2 separate regions of the Rattus norvegicus genome follow, and region 2 is linked to region 1. Evidence: chromatin contacts called from public HiChIP or PLAC-seq data. All regions are on one chromosome and are shown on one strand. The core of a region is the stretch at or near the end of the contact, and the rest is flanking DNA. Distances in the headings are between cores, read along the strand shown.

Evidence for each region. HiChIP or PLAC-seq counts read pairs in DNA pulled down with a chosen protein or histone mark.
Region 2: a contact with region 1 is called in an H3K27ac HiChIP or PLAC-seq map of oligodendrocytes, with 4 times the contacts expected there. The contact joins the promoter of Slc25a28 here to the promoter of Got1 in region 1. A contact is called at or near these places in 1 of 12 Hi-C or Micro-C datasets (the A7r5 cell line) and 1 of 1 datasets of contacts at active chromatin or transcription factors (oligodendrocytes).

What each region holds. Positions count from the first base shown.
Region 1 is chr1:252,327,970-252,333,571 of GRCr8, reverse strand. Got1 (glutamic-oxaloacetic transaminase 1) reads left to right here and starts at 3,701. Exons shown (of 9, transcript NM_012571.2): 1 at 3,701-3,903. The coding sequence starts at 3,786.
Region 2 is chr1:252,489,799-252,495,470 of GRCr8, reverse strand. It overlaps Slc25a28 (solute carrier family 25 member 28), which reads left to right and starts at 4,129. Exons shown (of 4, transcript NM_001109515.1): 1 at 4,129-4,534. The coding sequence starts at 4,244.

The sequences.
Region 1 (5,602 bases), core at 2,452-4,951:
CCAAAGCTTACCCAGGACCCGGCTAGTTAATCTCAGGGAGAAGCTGAAAACTGACTGCTTTCTTTAGCCTAAGAATTCAGTTACCATCCCAGAACACAACCCCTTTAGTGGGGTTCGTGCTTGGTGAACCCAGCATTTGGCCACATAGAGACCCTTGAACATATCTTCTCTTGCAGCTTAGGTTTCTAAAGAAATATTGGTTCAACATAAAACTCAGCTCCTTAATGCCCTTAGTGACAGCACATGTACACCCAGACAAAGCATCCCAAAGCATTTTGTGCTTTGAGTGCAAAGTGCTATAAACTCTTCCCTCCCCAACTTGTTCTTGAGCTTAGACATCCTGGGCAATCAGGGGTAAGACGGAGTCAAATATAAGGTATGGCTTAGCTTAGCGGCCCGGACAGTTGCCACAGATGTTCTACCCCCTGTGTTTTTGGACAGTATTGATACCTGGAGGTTTCAGGTTTCCAAAAGAATATATTCTAAAGAAATATATTCTAAAGAAATATATTCTAAAGGAATGATCCAGATACAGCTGTTGCCAGGTGGCCTCCCAATCCCTCTTTTGCAGTTTTGCTTTTTGAAGAAAAGAGGTGAGGGTGGGGTGGGGTGGGAGACAGAAAGGAGACAGTAGGACTCTCCTCGAGCAGTTTTAGAAGCTTGTCAGAAGATCATGAGACTTACAGACTCGTCTTTTGACCTCACCTGCCCTTTCTCTGGCCACTCGGGTTGACTGCCTGGTTCTACTCTTCATAAGCCCTTTGCTTGGCTCATTTCCTCAGCAAGGAGGCAGTGTTGAGTCAATTCTAAGTCAAATCGTTAAAATTAGAACGACCTAGAAGGCATTTTGTTTATTTCAAGCTTGGCCTTTTACTCAGGGAATAGCTTACAAGGTTCAAGACAGAAGAGTTCTAAATGCAAAATCCAAGAGCTTCACATTCCTGGGAGCAGGAGGTGGGAGGAGGACGTTTAAATCCTATATAAAAGGCAGGCATCCTTCCCCACCTTTCCAAGCCCCTAAAATTCACGTGTTATGTACAGGACAGGAATAACAACTGTATACAGCACCTTCCACATCTGTCCACATCTGTCTTAGTTAGGGTTTCAAGTGCTGTGGTGAAATACCATGACCAAAAGCAAGTTGGGGAGGAAAGGGTTTATTTGGCTTACACTTCCACATCCAAGTCTATCACTGAAGTAACTCAGGACAGAAACTCAAGCAGGGCTAGAACCTAGAGGCAGGAGCTGATGCAGAGGCCATGGAGGGGAACTGACTGACACCCCACCCCACCCCACCCCACCCCGCACGCGCTTACTCAGCGTGCTTTCTAATAGAATCCAGGACACCATCCCAGAGGTGGTACCACCCACAATGGGCGAGCCACTCCACCCTCCCATGATCACTAATGAATATAATGTCCTACAGGTGGATCTTATGGTGGCATTCTCTCAACTGAGATCCTTCCTCTCATTTGACTCCAGCTTGTGTCAAGTTGACATAAAACTACTATCCAGCAACCCATCACACAGGTTTGACTGTGGAGGTTTTTAGGCTGACAGCAGTCAATATGTATTTATTTGGAGGCTGGGGCGATGACTCGTCCGGTAAAAGTGCTAAGTGCTTGCTGTACAAACCTCAGGACCTGAGCTTGGAACCCCAGCACACATGTGGAGGCCGAGAGAGAGAGAGAGAGAGAGAGAGAGAGAGAGAGAGAGAGAGAGAGAGAGAGAAAGTGTGCTTGTATCTTCCGTGATACCCGCAAGTCTCTGAAGCCCACTGACCTGAGAGTCTAGTAGAACCTGAGGTCCAGGTTCAGTGAGAGACCCTGTCTCAAATAATAAGGTGGAAAGCAACTGAGGAAGTCACCTGATGTTCACCTTTGGCCCCTACTCCAGATGCAGACGTGTGCAAATCCGGCCCACCCCCCCAATATGTGCTGCTGTGTACCTAACTGAACGGAGCACATGCGCACACACAGAGAAATATTTATTTGTTCTTAGCCAAACTGACAGTGTTTAGGTAACCCAGGGTTGCTTTTCTCCCTGGGAATGACGCAGAGAGTGACCATGACATTGTTGCCTAACGCTGTGAAGACCACACTTCTAAATTAAATTCTAGGAAGCCTAGGGTGCAGAGTTGCCCTCGGGCTGTGAGTTTTGGACGCACTGAAAGTGCTCGACCCTGGTTGTTGGACCTTCACAATTAGCTTGTGACTGTTAGGGGAAAACATTCATGAAACGCGATGGGAGGTTTCCTTAAAAAGACAAGGTGATGCTTTTGAAAAGAAAAAGACAGAAAACCTTAGCAAGCACTGCCCAAAGTTTGATGGCTTATGTTTACCCTCTGAATGGGAAACTCATGTGAAGATTTATCATGTCACCCAAAGGAAGCCTCGATGCTGTCTTCTCACAAAACACCAAGGAACTGGCTGCTTCTAGCATTGGTTGAACATCCAGTGTAAGAAACGGAGGAAGGTTTCCCAGATCCCAGGCTATCTATGAGGGGGTGTGGAGCCTGTGTCATAACAAAGCTAGTATTTAGAGAGCACTTACTGTGTGCGACTAAACACTTTATGTGTCTTAACGCACCTAATCCCCACAACAACCCGGAGGAAAACATTATTATCTCCATCTCACAGAGCAGGAACAGGCCTGCCCCAAGTAAGTCAGTGGCAGCCAGCATCTATACCTAACTTGCCTGGCTCCAGAGTCAGGCTCCTACTCATCAGGATACTTTCTAAAATTGTAACGTCGGCAACAAAACGCCCCAACGCACAGAGAGACGTTTAACCAGGCGGAGTATTAAGAGAAGGTTTTATGGACGGCTGACAGATGTGAATCTTCAAGGTCAACAGGTGGAGAAAGGATCTGGACAGAAATAGAATCTCAGGGGAAGAAGCAGCCTGACCTGACAAAAGGCAGCAGCAGTTTGGGGATCTGCCAATCGATGACAGCTTGCGTGGGAGGAACACTGCACAGGGAGGCCTCACTAGATCTTTGAAGGTCTTTTAGGGCTAAGGCTTCCTCCGCCCCGGTTACCTACCGGGGTGGGGGCGGGGATGGTAAAATTCTCAAACTAGCCTGTGCTCATCCCTTTACCTTCTGCAGGGTCTCTCCTGCCAGCGATCAAGGTAGACAACACCCCCAGGTTTCTTTCTGCGGAAGCACTGAGTGGAGATGGTCAAGGTCACCCGCGATCGGGTACAGCGTGTCCAGGCGGACCACTAGAGTCCAGTGTCGGGGACTTGGCTGTCAGCCCGGCCTGGCTAACGCAGGAACGTGCGCAGGAACGGAGCCTGGCGGGGACAGCCACCTGCTCAGCTGGTACAGAAAGACCTGTTCTCTACTATTCCCGAGGGCGGGCCACCGCCCCAGGTCTCCAGGACCCAGAAGGTCAGGAGGCTGTCCTCTAGGGACTCCCGCCACCCGCATCATCCTCATCACCCTAAGGAATAAAAGCCTCAGCGATTGGAACACGCTATGCCAATCATCCTAGTCTTTGCCCACGCCTCCTCCGGTGTCCACTGCATTGGTTGCATCATACAAGCCTCCGATAAGATCCTCCTCTTGAATTGGCTAATAGAGCCTTGTCCCGCCCAACCCTTCTTTGTCGGAAGGTTGTGATTGGTTAAGCGCGTTGCCAAGCTCCGGGCGCGGCTCGGTCATTGGAAGCCGCGGGCTGCCCCGCCCGCCGGTGAAGGTGAGAGTCTCCTCCAGTCACAGGTCCCCGCACCGCACGGAGCAGCTCCCAGCTCGTGCTCGAGGTCCCCTCAGATTCCATCGCGATGGCCCCTCCATCATTCTTTGCCCAGGTTCCACAGGCCCCGCCGGTTCTGGTCTTTAAGCTCATTGCGGACTTCCGGGATGATCCCGATCCCCGCAAGGTTAACCTCGGCGTGGGAGGTAAGGATGCAGTGCCCTGGAATGCGAGCAGCTTTGTGGGGGGAGGTGGGCTTAGGAGGAACTGAGGCTTAGTTTGGTGCCTCCCTGAGAGGGGACTGGGGAGAGAAGGCTGGGACCACGAGGGCATCACCAGCCTACCCATTTCACAGATGGCGATACAGAGTCCTTGGAAAGAGGCGGTGTTCAAGGTCACGCAGGACAGGTGTAACATCTGGGACACATGCCGTTTTTGTTTCTTCACCCTGTCTTCTATATAGTACTTGTTCTAAAGCAACCATGGGGTGGTAAGGAGAGAGAAGTCTGGTAGCTTTGGCGTCATGGTCAGCTGTTAGCCTAATGGAGCTGCAGGCTCCAGTTAGGAAGCCTGTTAACCCATACGAGGAAGATGTAGGTTTGGTTTATTCTCAGAGTGGAGCAGATGAGGTGAGAGCCCAGCTCAGACCTCACACATCTGGGTCTTCATCTCCCGATTGTTTGCCTTGAACCAAGTTAGCCTTCCTCCAAGGACCTTTATGTTGTAAAGTCTCTAAAGCCCTTTAACTCGAGCCTCCAGCGACTTTGTCATAACTGGCGTCTTGATGTTTGAAGCTCTACAGAGCTTGGTTTGCGTTTGGCCACGTGCAGAGGCCAGCCAAGGAGAGAGAAGTGAGCAGAATGATGCCCTCAGTAGGGAACCAAGCGGAACCGAAAGCGCTAGAACATTAGAAAGAAGAGATGGGATTGTTTTGCAGTAGAGGGTGAGTGAGGTGAAGGGGATTCAGAATCTAAGTTCTTAGAGAGGATGTGCACACACAGCCCTCGTGTTCTCTCTCTCTCTCTCTCTCTCTCCCTCCCTCCCTCCTCCCTCCCTCCCTCCCTCCCTCTTTCCCTCCCTCCTTCCCTCCCCCCACGCACTGTCATGAGAGAAAACCCTAAAGTGATGTTTTATGGATGGTGCCTGGACGTAAGTGATAGATCCTATTTTCTCAACTTCTGTGTGTGCCTGAAACTTCTCAAAATAAAACATAAAAAGGTCCGTATTAGTTGTTTTGCCAATGGAGAGAAATTTGATGTTCTTAGCAGCCAGCAGAACAGGAGAAATACTGAAAGATAAAAACCACAATGGTCACCATATAAGCTCTTTATTTAAACCCAGCCCAGAACCTCCGCGTGTTTGTTTACAGCCTAATGTAGATAGGAGAGCTAGCAAGGTCGATTGCTTGACCAATCTTGCAGGGCTTTTGTGGCGACTTAATGCAATCAGTGCTTTGTGTGTGTGGGTGGGGTGGGGGGTGTCTGGTATATAAGTAGGAGTTATGTACGTGTGAGGTATTTCTGCTGTTGTCTGTCCTTTCTTTGAGTGGCCCCTTGAAAGACGTTGTACAAATTTTTCAGCCTAAGAACCAAAAAATGAAACTTAGGACATCGGTTCAGGAATGAAATATTCTCGAACACAAAAACTTCCAGTCCAGACGGCCGGAGTCAGCCTTTCGTTGAGATACCCATCTCTCAGCAGTGACCCGACTTTGTCACTGTTTCCAGGAACCCAAGAACATGAGTTACGCGTGTGAGTGTTCGTTCTGCCTACAGCAATTATGGGAGGTTGTTTTCTTGCTCCCCTGTTTGCAAGGAAGGAGGCTGAAGCCCAGTAAGAAAGCATAGTTTGACCCGTAGGAGAGATGGGATTCTGGGCGGGCCTCAGGCCTCAGGGTCTCTGGAC
Region 2 (5,672 bases), core at 2,880-5,379, 160 kb before region 1:
TTCCTCCATTTGAGTCTGCGATACAGCTGCCTACTCTGAATATCTCATATAAGTGGAATTCCATGTGCTTTTGCTTCTGCCTTCCTTCATTAGACAGGTTTTCAAGGCTTGCTCATAAGACAGCAGGTACCAGCATGTTCTCCTTGCCTAGTTAAACTGTAGTCACTGTGTTTATATATTGCATAGACACGGAATTGATCTGTTCTTCCGCCGATGGATGTCTTCGATATGTCTACCTTTGCCGGCTGTGGGAGTGGCCACTATTAACCTGTGTGCACTTACCTCCTACTTCTGGATCTAGATCTCGGCGTGGAATTGCTAAGTCACACAGCAGTTCAGTTTAGCTGTGTGTGGAGGTCAGGGGACAGCTTGAGGATTCAGTTCTCTTTCCATCAGCATGGGTTCCAGGGTCAGATTCAGAGTGTGAGCCTGAGCGGCGAGCGCCTTTACTCTCTGAGCCCCCTCATCAGTCCACTTGAAACTCTTGATGACTCACTGAACTGGGAAACAGTGGCTTGCACATTCTCATCATCCACGGGCGAGAGTTCCAACTTCTCCACGCCCTCACTAATGGTTGTGACTTTCAGAAGTCACAGAAATAACACAAAACATAAAACTAAGACCCAAGAGGACCATTTGCCCAAAGAACCATTCCACTTTTAAGATATTTATTTAAAGCAGCAGGGCACTGCTTCTGCAGTACATTCTTAACTTTCATCACTAAAATGTATAAATCAGGAACATCCTAATCCCAGAATAAGACACAGCTCCTACCTGAATGAGATTAGACATCACCACTGTGTTTTATAGTGTACTTTTTGATCTCAGGGAATGGAGTAACATATCCTTTGAAAGTAGGCAGGGGTTGTTAGACTAGGTGACATAAATTAAAAATCCACAGCTACACACATACACCCACACACAAGAGGGGGGCAGGAAAGAAATATCTAATAGGGTCAAAGTACAAATTTTGCTCTTAAGGAGAATATATTTAAATCAGGAAAGACATGAAGTCTACAATTGTGCATAAAGGAGGGGAAACTGGCCAATATTGGAATCCCTCGACAACTCAGGAGGGTTTTTTGTCCCTTAGGAGTGAATCAGCAAGGTGAAGAGGTGAGGTCACCCTTTCTCTTGTAAAGGTAGGACTGAGATACAAGAAAAGGAAAGAACTGCCTTGCTTTGACAGCTTTTCCGGGACAAAGGTTTTTGCTTCTCTTTAGCCTTACTCATTTTAAGTGTGTGTATGTTCACCACTTGTGGTTCAGGGGTCAGAACAAGATGTTGGGTCCCCTGGAACTGGGGTTATAGAAAATGAGAGCTGCCATGTGGGTGCTAGTAATCAAACCCTGAAGTGACAAGTGCTTTTGTGTGTGTGTGTGTGTGTGTGTGTGTGTGTGTGTGTGTGTGAGAGAGAGAGAGAGAGAGAGAGAGAGAGAGAGAGAGAGAGAGAGAGAAGGTTTCTGAGGTAGCCCTGGCTACTGTGGTGGAACTTACTCTGTAGACTAGGCTAGTCTTGAACTCCGAGATCCACCTGCCTCTTGAGTGCTGTGACTAAAGGCATGTGCCACCATCACTCAGGGGCAACAAAGTGTTCTTAACCACTGAGCCATCTCTCCAGCAATTCCATGAAGTGTTTTAGGAAAGATTCTGCACAGAGAACAGGAGACAGATTCTCTTGAAACTCTTTTCCAAGTGTCCTTCAGAAGTCTTCCTCTAAAGTTTCCAGACTTAAAAAAGTCCCTTCTTTTGTTGATTACCCTAGGAGCTCACAAGTTCTCACCGTCATCTCTGTGACAGTAAAGAAATCAAACTTAATTGTCATGTTTGGCTTCAGAAATCAGTTCAGTCTCATTTTATTCTACATCCATATTTCATGCAGGGTACAATGCTGGCTTGGGGACGCAGGAGGATAATGTTAAGTTTTGGACCCTCAAGAAGGAACCTTTTGATTTTTAAAAGGGGAGAGAAGAAATGCATTCTGGGAAAGTGCATGTGTCCACATAAACGTCAGCTGTTGTGACAAATACACTAACCCTAACTGGGAAGCCTCACTTTTCTGAAATTTGTTCTCACATGAGGGTGGTTTGGGTGGATGTACCTGTTTCTCCCTCTAGAATGTTCTTCTCTCGATCTTTCCTCACTGACCCTTGCTTGCCACTCTCTGTGCCATCTCCTCAGAAAGGCCTTTCTTGGTGGTTTCTAAGTAGACAGAACCACCCTGCCACACAGCAGTTAGTGGCTGGACATTCCCTAGCTCCCCAATGCCACAAAAGCAAGCAAGTAGATAACAGTAAAAACAGAAAGAAGGCCTCTGGGACGAAAATGGGTTTGGAATGGCAAAATTCTGCAATGTATTAAAGACTGGGAAGAAACAATCTCCAAGAATGCTCCACATCAGTGGCTAGCAAAGTGAAAAGAGACTTAGAAATCTAAAAGCTGGTATCTGGAGTCTTCCCTGGGGGAGAAAGGTGTGGGTCAATGTAGGACAAGTGCTATCTCTCACCAGGAGAAGTCATTGAATTTGGATCATTTTATGACCATAAAATAAGTAAATATGATAAGGAGAGACGGGACATAGTAGGCACTAATCATTATTGAAACAATTTGACAGGAAAGAAAACTGGTATTTTAACAGGACCGAGGGGGTCCTTTTTGTGAAATCTATTCATCTCTCAAAAGAAAAGTACAGGGTAATAGGAAGACTGTATATGATGTAGGGTATGATTTCTTAACCTGAGTTAATGGAATCTCCTCCACGCTGAAACCTGAAGTGAAATGCAATTTTATGTGTGACTGGGGATGAGGTTGGGAACTTAAGAGCTTTATTTTCCAAGAGATCACGACATAAACGTTAGTAACCACAGCCAAAGAGTAGTTGAGACTCACTTTAGAGAGAAAATGGAAAAGCCTCCTACCCTTCTAAGGAAATGCTATGAAAAGATGGAAAAGTTTGCAATTGCGTCATCATCTCATTAAAATGGTTGTGAAGGCAGAGCTAGAAACTAGGGAAGCGTGTGCAAACACGCCGCTCAGAAGGGAGCCTGAGGAAGCCTACAGAACGAGCGGGAAGGGGCCCTCACTCCTCAGTAGAGGTTGAGGCTCTTAGCGTCGTTTCAGTGCCTGCTTCTGCTCAAGGTGGTGGTCAGAGGCATCATTTTAGAACCGGGGAGCGGTTCTCAAGCCGCAAATCAGCGGTCCCGGAGAGAAGAGCGGACAGTCATCGAAAGCTGTGCAGCTTATCAGCGAGCGAGCTCTGGATAAGATGCTCAATTTCTGAGTCCGGACAAGCTCCACTTCGAGGCATCAGCAGTTGCTCCGCTGCGATTGGGATGATGGTCCAAGACCCTGACACCTGTCGTCGCCTCTGAATCATCCCATTTCGCCTTCTCCTTTCCCAACGCAGTGCCCACCCAATGAGAGATCATCCGTCCACCCACTGGAGGGTTCACGGGGAGGCTTTAGGTGGAAGGCCCAAGGCGAGCGAAGCTGCCCTAAGGGCACACCACTCCAGAACCACCCGAGGTTCGCCGCGGATCTCCCCTAGCGGCCGGTTGAGCTGTGCCAGGGGACGCAGGATCCAGGCCGACTCCGCCCCCGCCTGAGATCCCGCGGGAACAGTCCGACCGTGCTACTCCACACTCGGTGCACGCCAGAGCACGAGTCTTAACGGCAACCGGCAGCGGTTTGACCTTGAAGGCCTAGCACCGCCCCCTCACCCGGGCAATCCAGGCCGCCACGCACGCCGCCCCGCGGCGCCCGGCTGCAGCCCGAGCCGGTCCCTGTTTTCCCGGCGCTTCTCTCCACATCCAATGGAAGAACGAAGTGGTCAGGGCCAATGGCCACCGTCAAAGTAGCCAGAGCGGTTGAGCCTATCAAAGTTCAGCCTTACGTTTCTCCCGCCCCCGAAACGCTAGGGGCGGGCCGATCGGCCAAGTCCACCAATCAAGGGCCAATAAACAAGACGCTTCCAAGATCAAAGGGGAAGGGGTGGGACCTACGGGAGTAATGACAAGCTATCTGGCGAGTAGCACATATACAATTTTGCTCCGTAAAAGGGGGGCGGGGACACACTGGGGTCTGCACCAATGGCTGTCTGGGGGGCGTGTCCGCGGGGCCAAGCGGGAGCCGGAGGCCCCGGGCTCTCTGGGCCGCGCCTGAGGCGGACGCAACGGGGCCGGGGGGCGGCGGCAGTAGTGGCGGCAGCGGCGGCGCGAGTGAGCGCCGCGGCTGGCCGAAGTGGATGGAGTTGGAGGGGCGGAGTGCAGGCGGCGTGGCGGGAGGACCAGCTGCTGGGCCCGGGCGGAGCCCCGGGGAGTCGGCGCTGCTGGACGGGTGGCTGCAGCGGGGCGTGGGCCGGGGGGCCGGCGGCGGGGAGGCGGGGGCCTATCAGACCCCTGTACGGCTGGATCCGGAGTCCGGTCCGGAATACGAAGCGCTGCCGGCTGGAGCCACTGTCACCACGCACATGGTGGCGGGCGCCGTGGCAGGGATCCTGGAGCATTGCGTGATGTACCCGATCGACTGCGTCAAGGTGAGACCTGGACCAGACTGCGATCCCGACTTGGGACTAACCGGACCCTGAGCCTTGTTTAGACCCAGAATCCCGACTGAGACCCAGAGCTGATGGGTTCCTTCCTGGCTCCTACCTCTACGCATGGTTCGAGCCAATACTCCGTGCAAAGTCCTGGCTGGGAGATGAGCTCAGTCAGGAACCAGGACTTATTTCTAACGGTCAGTGAGATCTGAGTCGAGACGAAGCAAAATCTTGTCAGCCAATGACTTGATCCCGACTGGGACTAAGTAGGGATGAGATGGGGGGGGGGGGGATCCCGAAGCACAGGTAAGTCTACAACAAACCAGCTGGCATGAAATCAGACGGTGAACTCTTGATAGCTTGGCTTGAGATGTTGCTTCGGGTCGGTGCTTTTACAAGCTCCGTGCTGCGTCTTCCCTTAAAAGTGTCGGGGCAGGAACCGGAATCTGGGATCTCTCAGCTAGATAAAAGTACGTATTAAATCTTAACCCGTGAGTGGTTGAAAAATCATCGTGCAGTCAAAAGTGAGAGTGCCAGACTGGAATGGATATGGGAAAAGGCATGTTAAGAAAAACAGTTTCGGTTTCTCTGTGAGGCAAGATTGATAGCCCATCTATTTCCTGAACGTAAAACTTGAGCTGGGCTTAAGATTCTGTGCCCAGGGAGCGCATCAGCCCTTACACAACAGAGGTGAAACTGATAGTCTTTTTCTTTGGGCCCCTGAATTTGACAAAAAGGGAAACCGCTGGAGGGAAGTGTGGTGATACTAAAAAGCAGATGTGGAAGAAATAGAACGAGATTATCAGGGTGTGCTCGGGGATGGACGTAAAGCCAGTTGGATCCACAACCAAGTAGGACCGTTAATAGACATATAGGTCAGGTCCTTGGGAAGAAGCCTGGGGGTGGATGGGTGGGAGGGTGGGGGGTGGGTGCTTTAGTAGAGGTGCCAGCTACTGAAGGGTGCAGTCTAAACTGCAGGGGAGGTGACTTCGAGGGGCTTCTTGAACAGCTGATGAGAACGGTTGCTTTCTTTACACCAGTTAGGTGGGCTCTGTCCTGTCAGCTCTTTGATGGATGTTTTCTCAGATTAGGAGAGCATCAGCTTCAGCGATGCCAACATCCGTCTCTTCTGCTG